Linked DNA regions of Mus musculus: regions 1 and 3 are each linked to region 2. A link is a contact called in public Hi-C and HiChIP or PLAC-seq data. All regions are on one chromosome and are shown on one strand. Each heading gives the region's core, a stretch centred on a gene start, on an enhancer-like site or on the middle of the called end of the contact. The rest is flanking DNA. Distances are from core to core; before and after follow the strand shown.

Region 1 (4,669 bases), core at 1,374-3,873, 350 kb before region 2:
TAAAGTTGCTATACTCCCTCAGTGCTCTTAGTTTATGGATTGCTTTGGGAGACAAGGGGCGAGCATGGGCTGAACGCATAACGTTCTGGAGTTCTTCCTTCAGTCTCACTTCCAGTAAAGAGAACACACTAACCAGGAACCTCCTTCAGCAGCTCTGACCCAAGCTGATAAAACAGTCACTTACCCTATACTCAGACTGAGCGACGACAAGCAATGAAACTGTCTCCATAGAAACCAAGTACACAATGGAATCCACTCATGGTTGGGTTCGGGATCTATCTGCTTTAGCAGAAAGGCCATTTGCAGCCAAGCTCTTGCTCTAACTTAGGTTTGCTCATCAAACGCATACCATCACACCTTTAGAGTGTCACAGTACTGAGGATTACAGAAATCATCCTCCAGGGAGAGGGAAAGCGGGGCTGAGGAGGAAGGATAGAGCTACATATATAGTTATAAAAATGCCAAAGCAGATTCCATGCTAAGCTCTGCCAAAAAGAGAACAATTACTCTTACCCATCAGCATGCAGCCTCAAAATTATATTCTCTTTTCCAAATAGAAGCCGTCATCAGATTACAAAAAACGAGGATATCCTGCCGAAACTCAACTAGTTCTTATATGGCATAAGCACAATGCAATCAAGGGACAAGCAGCTATTCCCTCCCACACAAATTATATTCTTCTGTGAAATGTATTTTTAATGAAAAATGCATAGCCCTCCTCCGTGTTTGGTTCTGCGCTCCCACTCCTCCACATAAAAGCATACATTCATTTTGAAGAAAGGGAGAACTGTATACCTCCTTAGGACACCCCCTACACCACAGAGCACAGGAGAATAGACGCATCCTACCCCTCAGATGGATCTTTCCACACACTGTCACTCCTCAAAAAGCAAATCGAGTTGCCAGTGACACCTGGGAGATACTTCAATGGAATCAACCAAGAGGGCTTCACCCATGTTTAAGTGATTTCTTTCTAATCAGATGCATTAAGGAAGCTTAATTTATTCGATTACCAATGACTCAAAACCCCTAGCTCTGAATTTCAATCTCTCACAAGTTTCAAGCGATAAATTGCTTGCTTGTGAGTCACCCTGCTTCTCCAAGGAGCGAGTTCTCAAAGGGAAAGGAAAGGGTTTGGGTAGGTGAGCTTTGCCTGGCACCTGCCTCTCTTTCTTTCTCCTACAGTCATTCGAATTTTAAATGACCAAAACTGAAACAACATGACTTGGCAGGTGATAGGTTTTTGCCATTAGGAAGGCTCATGTGAAAGGAAGAGACAAAAATAATTACAAAATGTCCCATGCCCACTTCATGGAACAGAATGAAACCAAAGAGCTATGAATAAAATACTTCCAGACAGTTTCTTCACCCCACACTTCTTTCTCAGGGTACCAGAGGCAGAGATTATCTCCTAATTTGGTTCCTAGGAAGCAAACTATCAAGAAAGTTGTTGCAGTAAGACTGGTAATGCTACATTAAGAGAAAATGCCCTGATTTTGGAAGGGGTGTGTGGGGGAAATAACAAAATTGGTAAGCAAAATCAGTAATTTCTTTTCATAGTGGAAATCGTCTTAAAAGACCAGAAAAGTAATTCTACCTAAATGAGTAAATGTTATAATTGCATTTCAGTAAAAAGAGTGTTTACATTTTGTCTAATTGGCATTTAAAGAAACCAAAATCATCACCAGAAAGATCGCCACCCACAGAGGCAGCCTAGTGTGCCCTGCCTCACATGTGACCCCCACCCACCTGCTTAAGCCCCGCCTTCCTTCACGCCACAGGAAATTGGGAATCACTTCTGCAAACAAGTAGCAGGAGGAAATGATAAAGACAGGAAGATAAAGAGGAGGAAAGAAGTGGTGTGGAGACAGACAGACAGACCATTTGGGGGAGAGCACACACAGCGTTTTAGATATTGGGGCCAATCTGGCTACAGTTTAGTAATCTTACATTCGTTCGAAAGAAAAAAAAAAGTGGGAAAGGAAGCAAATTAAAAATTCCTGTGTGTTAGTTATAATTCATCTCCACACATATACACAAATGCACAGGTCTCCATAGCTTGTCAAAATAAGGTGCAGGTTAAAAAATAAAATCAGTGCTACATGGATAGCCAACTAAACTCAAACACAAAATTCTTATCACTGTGCCTACTCAACATCTTAAAATTTAGAACCTCTGCTCTTATTCATGGCTAACAACAGCAACAACAATTCAGCTGCTCATGGATCTTTCCAGCAGATATGAAAGGCAACCTCTTAACTAATTAGAATCCTATGCAGCTCTATCCAACCCAGAGTTGCCACCCTCCTCCCCCAGCTGCCCACAGCGGGGGTTCTAACTATCCACTTTCTCGGTCCGGAAATGCACCTTTCCCCACAGGCAGCCACAGCGAAGAGCTAAGGAAAGAGCTGAGCCAGGGATTCGGCTGTTCACAAAAGGAATTCCCCTCCCTTCCCCTCTTTCTCCCTCCCCCTTCTTCTTCTGTCCCTCCCCCGTCATCACTGGTGAATAATATCCCTCACTACCTGCCTTGATCAACACCGTGAGCCCCTGTCTTCAGGCATGCAGGGAATTTAACAGCCTGGAAATTCCTGTTGTCCACTCGCTGAGGTCACAGATAAAGCTAAACAACAGCCGTGGCTCCCATCAATCATAAGTCACTCGCTGGGAGAATGTATGGAAGGAGACCTGATGTAAGCGAGTCACCAGAGAAAATACCCACTGATGACGCATATCCAGGCATAAAAATAGTCACAGGGCCCTCAAAGGGATTATTCAACAGCCTACATTTAGACTTTCTTACAACAGACCTGAAGTCAATGTGCCACAGTAAGTGGCTGAAGTTTAAGTTCAACAGACAGAACCAGGAATAGTTGCTTTAAACATGCTCCCACCGTAACAAGCTGTTTAGTAAGTTTTAGCATCTCTTTCTAAGCATCAAACAGTACCAACCAGCCATCTCACAAAATGCCACAGCATTGTTAATTCTACTCACAACTTTCAAAGCACAATTTCTGCTTATAACACACATGGCCTAAGAACATTAGACTCAAGCAGTCCAGAGATACATTGTCACCACAGGAGATACATAGTCACCACAGGAGATACATAGTCGCCACAGGAGATCCATAGTCATGGCTGTTTCCTCAACTGAAGGTAGGAAAATAGTACAAACTGCAGTTGTGAATCTTTTGTCTCTGGAAAACATGCTTTTAAGTGGAATAAAACTTAATAACAAGGTACACCACAGAAGCTGACATTCTGCTCCCTGTCTTTGCGGTTATAATTGTTCAGAAGTGGTTGGATCATTTATAGGAATAATTATGGTGTGTGTTACATACACCTGCTACATGTGGAACATTTATGTGCTCATTAAGATTAATAGCTCATGAGCATGACCACTGTTCAACAAATGGGTGCATGAAAATAAGAAATGATGAGATCTTAACCAAGCAAGTGACAAAATATTAATGATGGCATAAAGCCTGGATTGTTAGGTTGTTGTTGTTGTTGTTGTTGTTTTATGAGGAGAAAAATATCTTTTTACGTGTATCACAATTATAATAATAATTCAAGTTATTTGTTCCTTTCCCATCCTACTCAAACATATGTGCAGCTTGCAGATCAGAAAAGGCTGGATTTTGACATATTTTCTATCTGAATATCTAAAAATGTTCCCCTCCAAGTTTCCTACGGCGAACAATGAAGGAAACTGGCTATCACAGACCCTAAAATTCAGCCTCAGGATTTGAACACCTCGCCTGCTTGCTATGTCCTCCTCCTTGTTAGCCTTACTTGGCGATTCTCCGAATAATGCAGATTTCCACTGTTGTCATGCAAATTTATCAGCCACACAGAAGGGATCTGTGATAGAGTTGATCTCAGTACCTGATGTTACTGGCTGCCCTGCCTACACGACTAGCAAAGGGCTCTTAGCAACAAGACTGTCACTCTGACAGAGCATTGCGGGCTTTTGTTTTAGAAGTATCTGACTTCTCTGGAACAGCAAAGGTGACACCTTTCTCTACTGGTAAGCTCTTCACCACTTTCCTCAAGTATGATAGCAGGGCTATAAATACAGGTGAAAATTATTTTTAGTTCAAAGATTTTTCACAGAGTGCTCGAATTTCTCTCCTATGCATATGTGTCAACAGTATGTGGCCTAGTTTAAGGAACCTAACCGGAAACGTTCACGGGTGCCCCCTAGTTGAGAATCACTAAGCAATGTGGGAGAAACACATGTGCACTTCTACCGGTTAAGTCATCCATATTGCAGCGGTCTAAACAGCTCAAGCATTAGCATCTGTATAAGCTGTGAGGCCATGATAAGTCCTCCTTTTACAGAATTCCACTGTTTGGTTTTTTTTTTTTTAATAAACAATAAAGAAAATTTAAGAAACAAACAAAAAATAATAAGATGAGACACAATCTGCTTTTCCAAAATGAGAATACTTTATAAATTACTGACTCAGAAACCAAGATGATATACACTAATTTTACACAAGCTCTTGGCTTTTAAATAGCTCAAAATGAGCTAAAGGACTCCGACATGATAGCCTCCAGTCATGCTGGCCTATGCATGGGCAAGTCAACCAATGGCAAGTTCCTTTTGAGCCTTGTTTCCAATTGCACGGAGATAGCACCCGTCAACCCAGGGAGCAAGATTGAG
Region 2 (4,334 bases), core at 722-3,221:
CTGCCATTCCAATAGACAGATGTACAGACAGATAACGAGTCATGTGGTGATAGACTTGAACAGCACTGGAGATCTTACACGCGTTCTCGACCGGCCAGGAAAGACGCAACAAACCGGAATCTTCTGCGGCAAAAGCTTTATTGCTTACATCTTCAGGAGCCAGAGACCAAGAGCAAGAGCTCTATTGCTTACATCTTTAGGAGCCAGAGAGCCAGAGAGCAAGAGAGCAAGAGAGCAAGAGAGCAAGAGAGCAAGGGAGAGAATGGCGAAACCCCGTCCCTTTTTAAGGAGAATTATCCTCCGCCTAGGACGTGTCACTCCCTGATTGGCTGCAGCCCATCGGCCGAGTTGTCGTCACGGGGAAGGCAGAGCACATGGGGTGGAGAACTACCCTTGGCACATACGCAGATTATTTGTTTACCACTTAGAACACAGGATGTCAGCGCCATCTTGTAACGGCGAATGTGAGGGCGGCTCCCCACACACGTGGTGATAGACTTGAACAGCACTGGAGATCTGTGGACCTCAGAGTGTCCTATCCCACACCAACAGAGCACCTTTTTCAAAAAACAATTTTATTTGCTTTTAACAGTTTCTCTCCTTATAGAAAATTTCAATGGCTTCAGCCCCAACCTCCTCCCATTACCATCTTTCCATTACTTTCCATCTACATTAGTTAGGGTTTCTATCTCTGTGATAAAACACCATGACATCTTAAAAATAACTTGTAGAAGAAAGGCTTTAGTTTATATGTCTAAGACAAGAACTTAGAGGCAGGAGGTGAAGCAGAAGCTATGGAGGAGTGCTCCCTTTTGGCTTGCTCCCTGTGTCTTACTCAATAGCACCCAAGGGCAACACCACTCCCAATGAGGTGGGCCTTCCCATATCAATCACCAATTGAGAACACAGAGCACAGCCTTACCCACAGGCCAATTCAGTAGGGGCATTTCCTCAGTTGAGATTTCCTCTTAAAAGACTCTAACTTGTATCAAGTTGACATAAAACTAACCAAGACACTACCCAACTATAAGGTTAATTATTTTCTTCTTCTTCCTCCTCCTCCTCCTCCTCCTCCTCCTTCTCTTCTTTTCCCATCAGTTTTACTTTGTGATGCCCAGCTGTCCTAGGAATTGGGCTTACCCAATTCTTAGTAGGGTGTGTGATCACCCTACTAAGAGTCATATCACTAAAGAACACAATGTGTGTTTGCACAGCAACTGTCAAATGCCCAGAGTTCCTCAGCTCTGGGAATGCAGTATACTCTTTAAAAAATAAATATATGACAAAGGCTTGAAGCAAAAGCTGAAAGAATTAGATGTGACTTGGCTTGAGGGGCAGGGCCAGGTGTGATGAGGCAGCTAAGGGCTGCAATTCTTGAGGCAGGGTGTTGTGACTTCTTTAAACATAAAGCTTTTAGAGCTTTTGAACATTTAATTCAGAGTAACAAACAAACATTAAACTTTAGAAAGAACACATATCAATGTTCTAAGGCTGTCCTGAGCAGTGGTTCGAGTGTAGTGTGTCACTTCAGGGCCGTGTAGCTCTGAGTCTGGGACCGTCAGTTCTGGTCATGGGCCACATCTACACCATGAACTGCTGTGTTCCCATCTCTGACACCACTTAGGCCTGGTCCATGTATGTTGAGTGGAAAATGAATAAACAGAAGCAAAACTGTGATAATAGCAGAGATGTTTTCACACAGGGCACTACTTAAATCAGGAGCTCCAGAAGTGGCCAGAGAGATGTGGGATGGGACAGACAGTCGGGAAGACAATGAGGAATTGTTAGTTGTCCCAATGAAAAGCATTGCATGCCTTGGAGGGCCAGAATAGTAAGTGAAGTCACTTTCTGCAAAAGTGTGGAAAACTATGATATCTGCTGTGGAATTCAGGCAGTTCCTCCTCGCCTCCCAGTTTGAATGTGTGGCTTTCTCTCAGCAGCCAACTCCGATGATCACATGGATCGTAATGGTCCCTTGCTGAGTCCCCGCCTCCCTCCTGAAAGAACACATGTTCCCTCCGGTGTTCAATGTGTCAGCTTGATGTTTGGCACCTGTGTGCTTTGAGAAGTTCCAAGTGATTAAAGTTAAGGAAAACCAGCCATGAGTTTTATTGAGGGAAATTCAGATTGAATTCTCTCCAGGAAAACATCACCATAAAATCAGGTAGGTTGGAGAGAGTAGTTCTCAGTGGAAACGAATCACTTGCAACTGGTTTAGGCATGTGTCGGGAGATGTGCTAAAGGAAAACTCTCTGAAGTTGATTATTGGCCTGCCTTCGTGGATAAATCACTCAGAGATTTGTGATTTAGAACCAGGAAGAAAACACATTCCCTCATGACCTCATGACGGAATTCATTCCGAAAGGCTTGCACAATTTGCCTGTTCCCTAGGGATGGGTGGAGGGACTTGTAACCTTGAAAATATTCTTGTATGGAGTACAGGAAAATGTTATATACTTCCACATGAAGAGTAACACTGGAAAAGCTTTTGTTGCTGCTTATTTGATTTGCTCAGATATTTAAAAAAAAAAAACTTTAATGTCAGCTGATGATGCTAATAGCTAATTATCTGCCAGTTACATCACTAATTATGTACTTAGTCCTCTATCTCTGCTGTGTTCTCTGTTCTTGCTGTCAACTTCTACCTCATTCACATAGTTTAGATCATATTTTCAGCCAGTGTTGAAACTACCCTACTAACCTGGAAACGGGATCAAAAACATTCCCTAATGTTCAAGGTGATTCAAGAATAGATGAATGAACTAGAAGTTTTCCCAAAGTATTAAAGACTTAGCTACATACACAGGGCTATGTAACTTGTGAGACCCAAATGAAAGATATTAGGAGGGCCCTTTGTTAAAATAAATGATTAACAATTAAAAAATGGTGACTGTGGATCATTAATTCAAGTCTAGGACCCTTCAGAGCCCTGAGTACAGTGTGACACGTGGCACACACACCCAGAAAGCCTACTCGGGATCTGTGGGACTAGCTTCACTGAAAATAACTAAGAAATCTCTAGTGAATAATAAATTATGACTATGTCTTAAGATATGACCACCTAATGTATAACATTACATTAGGCTTCAGCAGTTCTATTTGTAAGCTAAATTGTATTTCAACATAACTCTGCATGGTGTTTGCAAACAGATGCATTTTCTAGCACTGCTAATACCTAGAATTAGAAAACGTTTGAGCCCATTTTCCATGTAAGCAAGAATCTTTTCAGAATCTGAGTCTCTGCTACCTATTCAATAGCAAGTCTAGGCAAACTCACCACATCACGATCTCATAACTACACCTACGTACCCACTATTGTTTACCCCACAAGTGGAGACTCATGGGCTAAACAAATGACTGAGTCCATGAACAACCACCACCACAACAAAAAAGAAACTTCCAGCAATAAATCAGGTCCTTGTGGAGTCAGTACTGGGCAGAAAGTCCACGGAGCCTTCAAAATAGTACTTGAGTTAACCATATCTACAGGCAGTTCAGTCAACACGTGAGCAGATAGACTTGCCTGTGAAGTGCCATCAGAAGCATCAGAGGGTTAAGCGATGCAATGGGTCAAGATGCTGGTGTCCATACTCTATGCTATCCAGGACTCAGGCTGTTGCCTGGCAAGAATAGAGTCCTTATAGGTTAAGTACACATATGGTATAACTGTTTCTTAAGAGATAAGTCATGGCCTCCTCCAAAGGAGCGTTTTATCCCCACGGTGGTTTCCCCTCTCCTCAAAGGAAGTCATAAAATGTGATCCTTGAGTTTTATAAGACATCCAATCTTGTGTTAAAACTTCACTAAAAGTGATTTATCTTGCATTTTTGCAACATTTCTACATCTCACACGATTTCCATAATGATCATGTGAGTTGCCTTTATATTAAGAGGGGGAAAACTTTATAGAGAGATTTCATGCCTAAACCATTTTTGGTTTCTAAGCATATTAAAGGCTTTCCAGGATCCTGTTCCCATCCGTCAGAGGCTAACCTCTGGAGCAGTAGCCGAGCCAGCTAAGCAAGTTAAGAACTGAACTTCTGAGGTGGTGTCCCAGCTTCTCCACTGCTCAACCTCCTGGGCCTCAGCATTCTCCTCCGTAAAAATGATATAAACAGAACACCTTCCACTAAAGAAGGGCTTCCATAAAGCATAGTCGCTACCCTTCCAAGTGTAGCTGGCTACACACCACTATAGCACATAAGTCTATATGTGTGTCTTACAAGCTAAAAGCCTCTTTCTTTTTATTTTTTTATTTATTCACTTTACATCCCAATATCAGCACCCCCTCCTCCCAGTATCCCCTCTCACAGATTCCATCTCCCATTCCTCCCT
Region 3 (4,896 bases), core at 1,327-3,826, 390 kb before region 2:
GCTAAGTACCAGATTTTCCATTAGTCACTGAAGGAAGTCTATGATATGAACACTGAACAGTGCTTCTCTCTCTCTCTCTCTCTCTCTCTCTCTCTCTCTCTCTCTCCCTCCCTCCCTCCTACCTCTCATACATACACAGAAAGAGGAAGACAGAGAGACAGAGATAGACAGAGAGAGTGTATGTGTGTGTTTTTAAAAGTGGGTGCTCAATGCTAACATGTGTGCTAAGGATCCTAAGAATGATAACTGCTGAGACTAGGGAGAGTTCAGTCTAGCAAGCATCAGCTGCCAATGGCTTCAGATATGCTGAGGATACAGGCACTAGGGTAGAATGGGAAGCAGACAGAAATGAAGGAGAAGGGCTCCCAGGGCAAGCAAGAAGGTAGAGTTAGCCAACTAGGGCACACCTGCTTTGAGTCATAGATTCCCATCACTGGAGACTTCCAGCCAGAATTCACTGTTAACCAGGGAAGGCAAACCTCAGCTCTGCCTAATAGTTTCAGGTCTGAGAGTTACAAGCCTATGCTGAGGACTGGATAGCTTGCCTAAGGCCTGTGCAAGTAACCTCTACTGGCAACAGTAACAGTGTTAGGAATGTAGCTGTAAGCCTGGGAGCAAAACCTATCCATTCCTTTTCTAAACAGGGATACCAGTGTATACACAATGTCTCTGGTCAACATTTGTCTTTAATGGCAACAAATTTAACAGCATTAGGCAACAACTTTTTAACTGTGGCATAATTAATAATTTTCTGTTAGTGTCTGAATATTACTTTGGTTGCAAAAATAAATGTCTCTTCTCCTGTAAAGTACTTTGGGATGGCACATACCCACACAACACCCTCAACGACAGCACCCTTCTTCCTTTTCCTCCCACACTGGCTGACAATAGGAAGCAACATACCCAGATACAGAATGAAATCATAAATGAATTATACCTTGGGTTTCTTTGAACTGCCTCTGAGACATTTTCCTGCTAGCCCACATTAGGGTGTATATATTGCACAATGAATTCAGTGGTAGAGCAAGAGGGAGCTGAAAAGATCTATCAAAGTAAAACTTGCCCAGTGAGACTACTCTGAAGAAGGTACCTCGGGGCTGTGGGGGCCTAACTGCCACCAGTTAATGCAAGAGAAGCAATTGGGAAAGGACTACTAGGATCCGACACACCAGCATCCCTAGGTCAGGTTAGCTACCTCCCCATTCTACTTCCATTGGCCATAGAACAAGCAGACGCTATCGCCGCAATAAAACACTGAGAACTGGGCTTGGAATGCCACCGGGTACTGTGCTTCATACCAACATTCACTGGCTTACTGTGTCAGCTGACCCAGCGGGAGATGCACCTGTTCTAGCAAACTCCGCTGTGCTACCTGTCCCCACAAGAGAGATCAGAACTTAGGCAACACGTGATCCTGTCATTTCAAAACCCGGAGGTTTGAACATCACAAGATACCTATTATGACACTGGTACAAGGTAGGGCCCTGGAACTCAGCTTTCTCTAGTGGATTATCTCCCTCCACCAGTCCCACTAAGGCCCAGACATTCACGCACTCACTGATGGTAAGAAAGTGTTGTCAGGGTAAGGCTTCTAAATGAAATCTAACTTATGAACAGTTGTAGAACGTAAGATTACTGTACAAACAGGTGATCCCTGGTAAGACCACGGAGCCTGCCTTCTACAAACCTTTCCACTTTCTACTCAGAACCCTCAGAGCCCTTCCTGGTACCCTCCCTTAACTAAGTCATGTGAGCAAGTCAACTTCAACGATCTCATTTTGCTAAACCCACAACAGCAAAAGCAAAACCAAAGTAGTTTCACTGGAGGTGACCAGACAAACAAACAAAACCAAAAATCAAACCCCACCGTGAGCTCTTGTAAAAAGAATTTAAGAGGAAAAACAAAACCAAACATGACATCTTGAGGCTGTATAAACTTGAAAAAAGAAATCGCTGTCATGGAGGTGGGGCTTTGCTAGAACAGTCTCCCCTATGTGGGAAATATCATTACCAAATCTAGTGAGATACACAGCAAGTGACTCTTGCTATGTAAATCAGGACAAGACAGAATTCTGAGGCAGTTTCTGTTTGAATTGCACTGGCACTTCTCAATAGAGACCATCTGTAATAACTCTCCCTCACTGAACACCCATGAAGGATGCACAGCTTTGGGCTCGTCCTGGAACGTACAGAACCATTCCATACTCCTTGGTGGCTAGCTACCACTGTAATCTTCCGTGTTCAGGTATCCCCTACATTTAGAACTGCCCCAGGGGACCACCAGAAGTCAAGAGGTTCTATGTGCAATAGCATGGCTTCTAACAACGAGCTTGGAGCTGTGGTTGAAACAGGGTTCAGGTGAGTAAGACTTCCCTTGCCAGACTGATGTCTTTGGGAATCCTGCTGCCAGGCCTAGACTAAAACAAGGTCAACAGTGCATCCCCCAGAGGAAGCTGTTCAGCTGGCTGAGTTGGTTTCCCTGAACCAGGCCTAGAAAACCCTTCTGACTAACAATAGACCTGGCAAGGAGCTGTTTGTTGTCTTCCTCCACGCAGAGGGGTGGATCTTCCTCCCAAGTGACAGGCGGGGTACAAACCTGCCTCCAGCAGACACCAGAAGAAAGCACAGCTAAGCCTAGCAGTCAAGGACAGCCCCTTGTGGGTCAAAGGCAGAGTCTCGGCCTCAGGACTAGGGCTATGGAAATGTATACTGCAGACAGGACATCCCTCCTGGCACTCACTGTGAGTGAAGCCCAGGCCACAGCAACAACAACCTGGCCAGAGGACAGCCTGCACTGCACATCAAAGCCAGAGGCCCTGGGAGGCTGGCCTGCAGCCAAAGATGCTGGGAGCCTCTTGGGGAGTGCACTGCCTGGGACAATAGGGAAGGGACCTGGTAGAATCTATGAATTCCAAGCACTGGGGAGGTCTTCTCAGAGATCCTGCCCTCTCCTGTCAGAGCCGTGATTTAATCTCTTTGAAGAAATAAAAAAGGAAAAGAATATACATTCTCCAACTTCTCTGTTTGAAAGACAGACACCACAATGCAAGCTGAAAGCACTCTGGTCCCTATAGCCTGCAGCCAGTGTCCAAAACAATAGAGCTAAGTGAGATGTGGCGCCCTCCTCCTCCATCTGAACATGGGCTTTAAGTGAGGGGAATAATCTCAAACATTTAAATGCAAACATCACGGTAGCGCTGCTACAGCCTCCCAGATATTTCCCACCAATTCTGTTTAATTAAGAGTCACCTCGAATGTTAATTATAACCTGACAGCTGTATGATCTGGCAGGGCACAGCTCGCAGGTCCCCTTTTAGGTAACAAGGGTTTAAGGTGAGGCTTCGAACTCTGGCTCACAAGCATGACACAGGCTCCTGCTTGAGAAGGACCTACTCAACAGAAACAGAATTAGCTGGGGACTCAACTTCGGCTCACAGTTTTAAAGGTAAGCAAACAGGAGACTGAACCGGAAACAGACCCCTGTCCAGTACTAGGGTTCTGTGAACAGATCAATCTGGGCTGGAAAAGGGCTTTCAGTACAAACTTGAAGATCTGAGACCCAACCCCAGGCGCTCCACACATATAACGGCAGACACCCATTGCTGGGTGGCCTTCTGTCTTCTGGCTAGCTGGTTTTGTCTCATGGTTGATCTCTGGGTTCAGAGTGAGACCCTGACTCAAAAAATAGGGTGGAGAGTGGCTGAGAAAAACACCTACTGTTGACCTCTAACTCATACACACATAACATGCATGCACTACAAACCTATGAAAGAAAGAAAGAAAAAAAAAAACTTCCTTTCCATGGTCTTGGTATGTGAAGGATGAAGGCTGCCACCCTTCAAGATCCTTTCAGACAGAACAAACAGCAGAGACTCTTGCAACCTTAAAGTGGGTGGATCCCCTGTGAGAGGCTCATTAGAACAGAGAGGGCCTGTCAGGTCTCTTTCGAGAGGAAATGTATGCGAGTTGAGGTCACTCAGCGCTAATCGGGCCTGTACATCACGGCTGTGAGGCCAGCAGCATAAGCTCCATTAAACAAGCAGTTTATCATAGCTCCGCCTGTCATCCCTAATGGCATGCTGAGGGAGGAATAACTTCCAACTCCTTGCTAATCCGGTGTGGGGATGCCAAGGTACAGTGTTTTACTTGATTGCATAAAATGAAGAGCTATTTTCAGCCTCTGAATCACCGTCCTGGCCCCTGCATCAATCCTAAAGCTGTATTACGATCCTTTCAAAATCTCTTTTCTCTTCCACTTTCACTGATGTTGACATAAGCAAGCATTTAAAGAAGTTGTGGTAAGCCTACAAAACATGAAGCTGCTAGAGGGAAGAGGACAGAAAACACAAGTTGACAAATATTTACCATTTATAGTGATCACTATTACAGTGACAGTGGGCAGCCAGCACTAAGCAGAACTCCAGGTCCCAAGGTCACAAGCGATTTTGTTTTAGTCACTCCTGAAGAGGGCTTAGAAGAAAAACATAACAGTAATGGAAATTTTAAAGCTTCTAACTGATATAGGAAGAACCCTCGCTATTTCTGTGATTATTCTCCTGGGACTTGTACTGACTGTTCGAAAAACAGGATGTTTTGTTTGTTGTTCCTCATAAAAGACAGCCAAGCCAGTATCAAGACTCAAAAACCATCCAAGTTGCAGATCCATGTAAAGTTTGGAGATATTCAAAAAGCCAAATGGAATTTTTACTCATGTATTTAATTTTTTTTTCTCTTTTGCTCAACGTGAGATGACCTCGGGAAGTGAGTTTCTTGTTATTATGGATGCCAAAAGGGAAAGACGGTTACATAAGGGCACTTTGCACCCTCTCCACATCCAAGCTCCAAGAATTCCACCCTAACTACAGCTGACTCTTCATAGCTAAGGCTTCATATTTT

The links. HiChIP or PLAC-seq counts read pairs in DNA pulled down with a chosen protein or histone mark. Hi-C and Micro-C count contacts between places; a contact is called where the count stands out from the background.
Region 1: a CTCF HiChIP or PLAC-seq map of the NIH/3T3 cell line shows a contact between it and region 2, with 8 read pairs. The contact joins two enhancer-like sites. A contact is called at or near these places in 1 of 39 promoter capture datasets (neural stem cells) and 1 of 15 datasets of contacts at CTCF or cohesin (the NIH/3T3 cell line).
Region 3: a contact with region 2 is called in a Hi-C map of uterus, with 2.7 times the contacts expected there. The contact joins two enhancer-like sites. A contact is called at or near these places in 1 of 15 datasets of contacts at CTCF or cohesin (the NIH/3T3 cell line) and 1 of 484 Hi-C or Micro-C datasets (uterus).

Annotation. Positions count from the first base shown.
Region 1 is chr10:14,015,970-14,020,638 of GRCm38.p6, reverse strand. The region is part of intron 1 of Hivep2 (human immunodeficiency virus type I enhancer binding protein 2); the gene reads right to left. Among named protein-coding and RNA genes, the nearest start is that of Hivep2, 52 kb to the right of the region's middle. Within about 2 kb of position 2,623, at least 164 of the 459 cell types and tissues checked have an H3K27ac peak or open chromatin away from gene starts, as enhancers often do. A contact at or near this core is called in the NIH/3T3 cell line, where this site is marked.
Region 2 is chr10:13,665,263-13,669,596 of GRCm38.p6, reverse strand. All of the region lies in intron 4 of Aig1 (androgen-induced 1), which reads left to right. Among named protein-coding and RNA genes, the nearest start is that of Pex3, 110 kb to the right of the region's middle. Within about 2 kb of position 1,971, at least 40 of the 459 cell types and tissues checked have an H3K27ac peak or open chromatin away from gene starts, as enhancers often do. A contact at or near this core is called in the NIH/3T3 cell line and uterus, where this site is marked.
Region 3 is chr10:14,054,966-14,059,861 of GRCm38.p6, reverse strand. The region is part of intron 1 of Hivep2 (human immunodeficiency virus type I enhancer binding protein 2); the gene reads right to left. Among named protein-coding and RNA genes, the nearest start is that of Gm51759, 70 kb to the left of the region's middle. Within about 2 kb of position 2,576, at least 127 of the 459 cell types and tissues checked have an H3K27ac peak or open chromatin away from gene starts, as enhancers often do. A contact at or near this core is called in uterus, where this site is marked.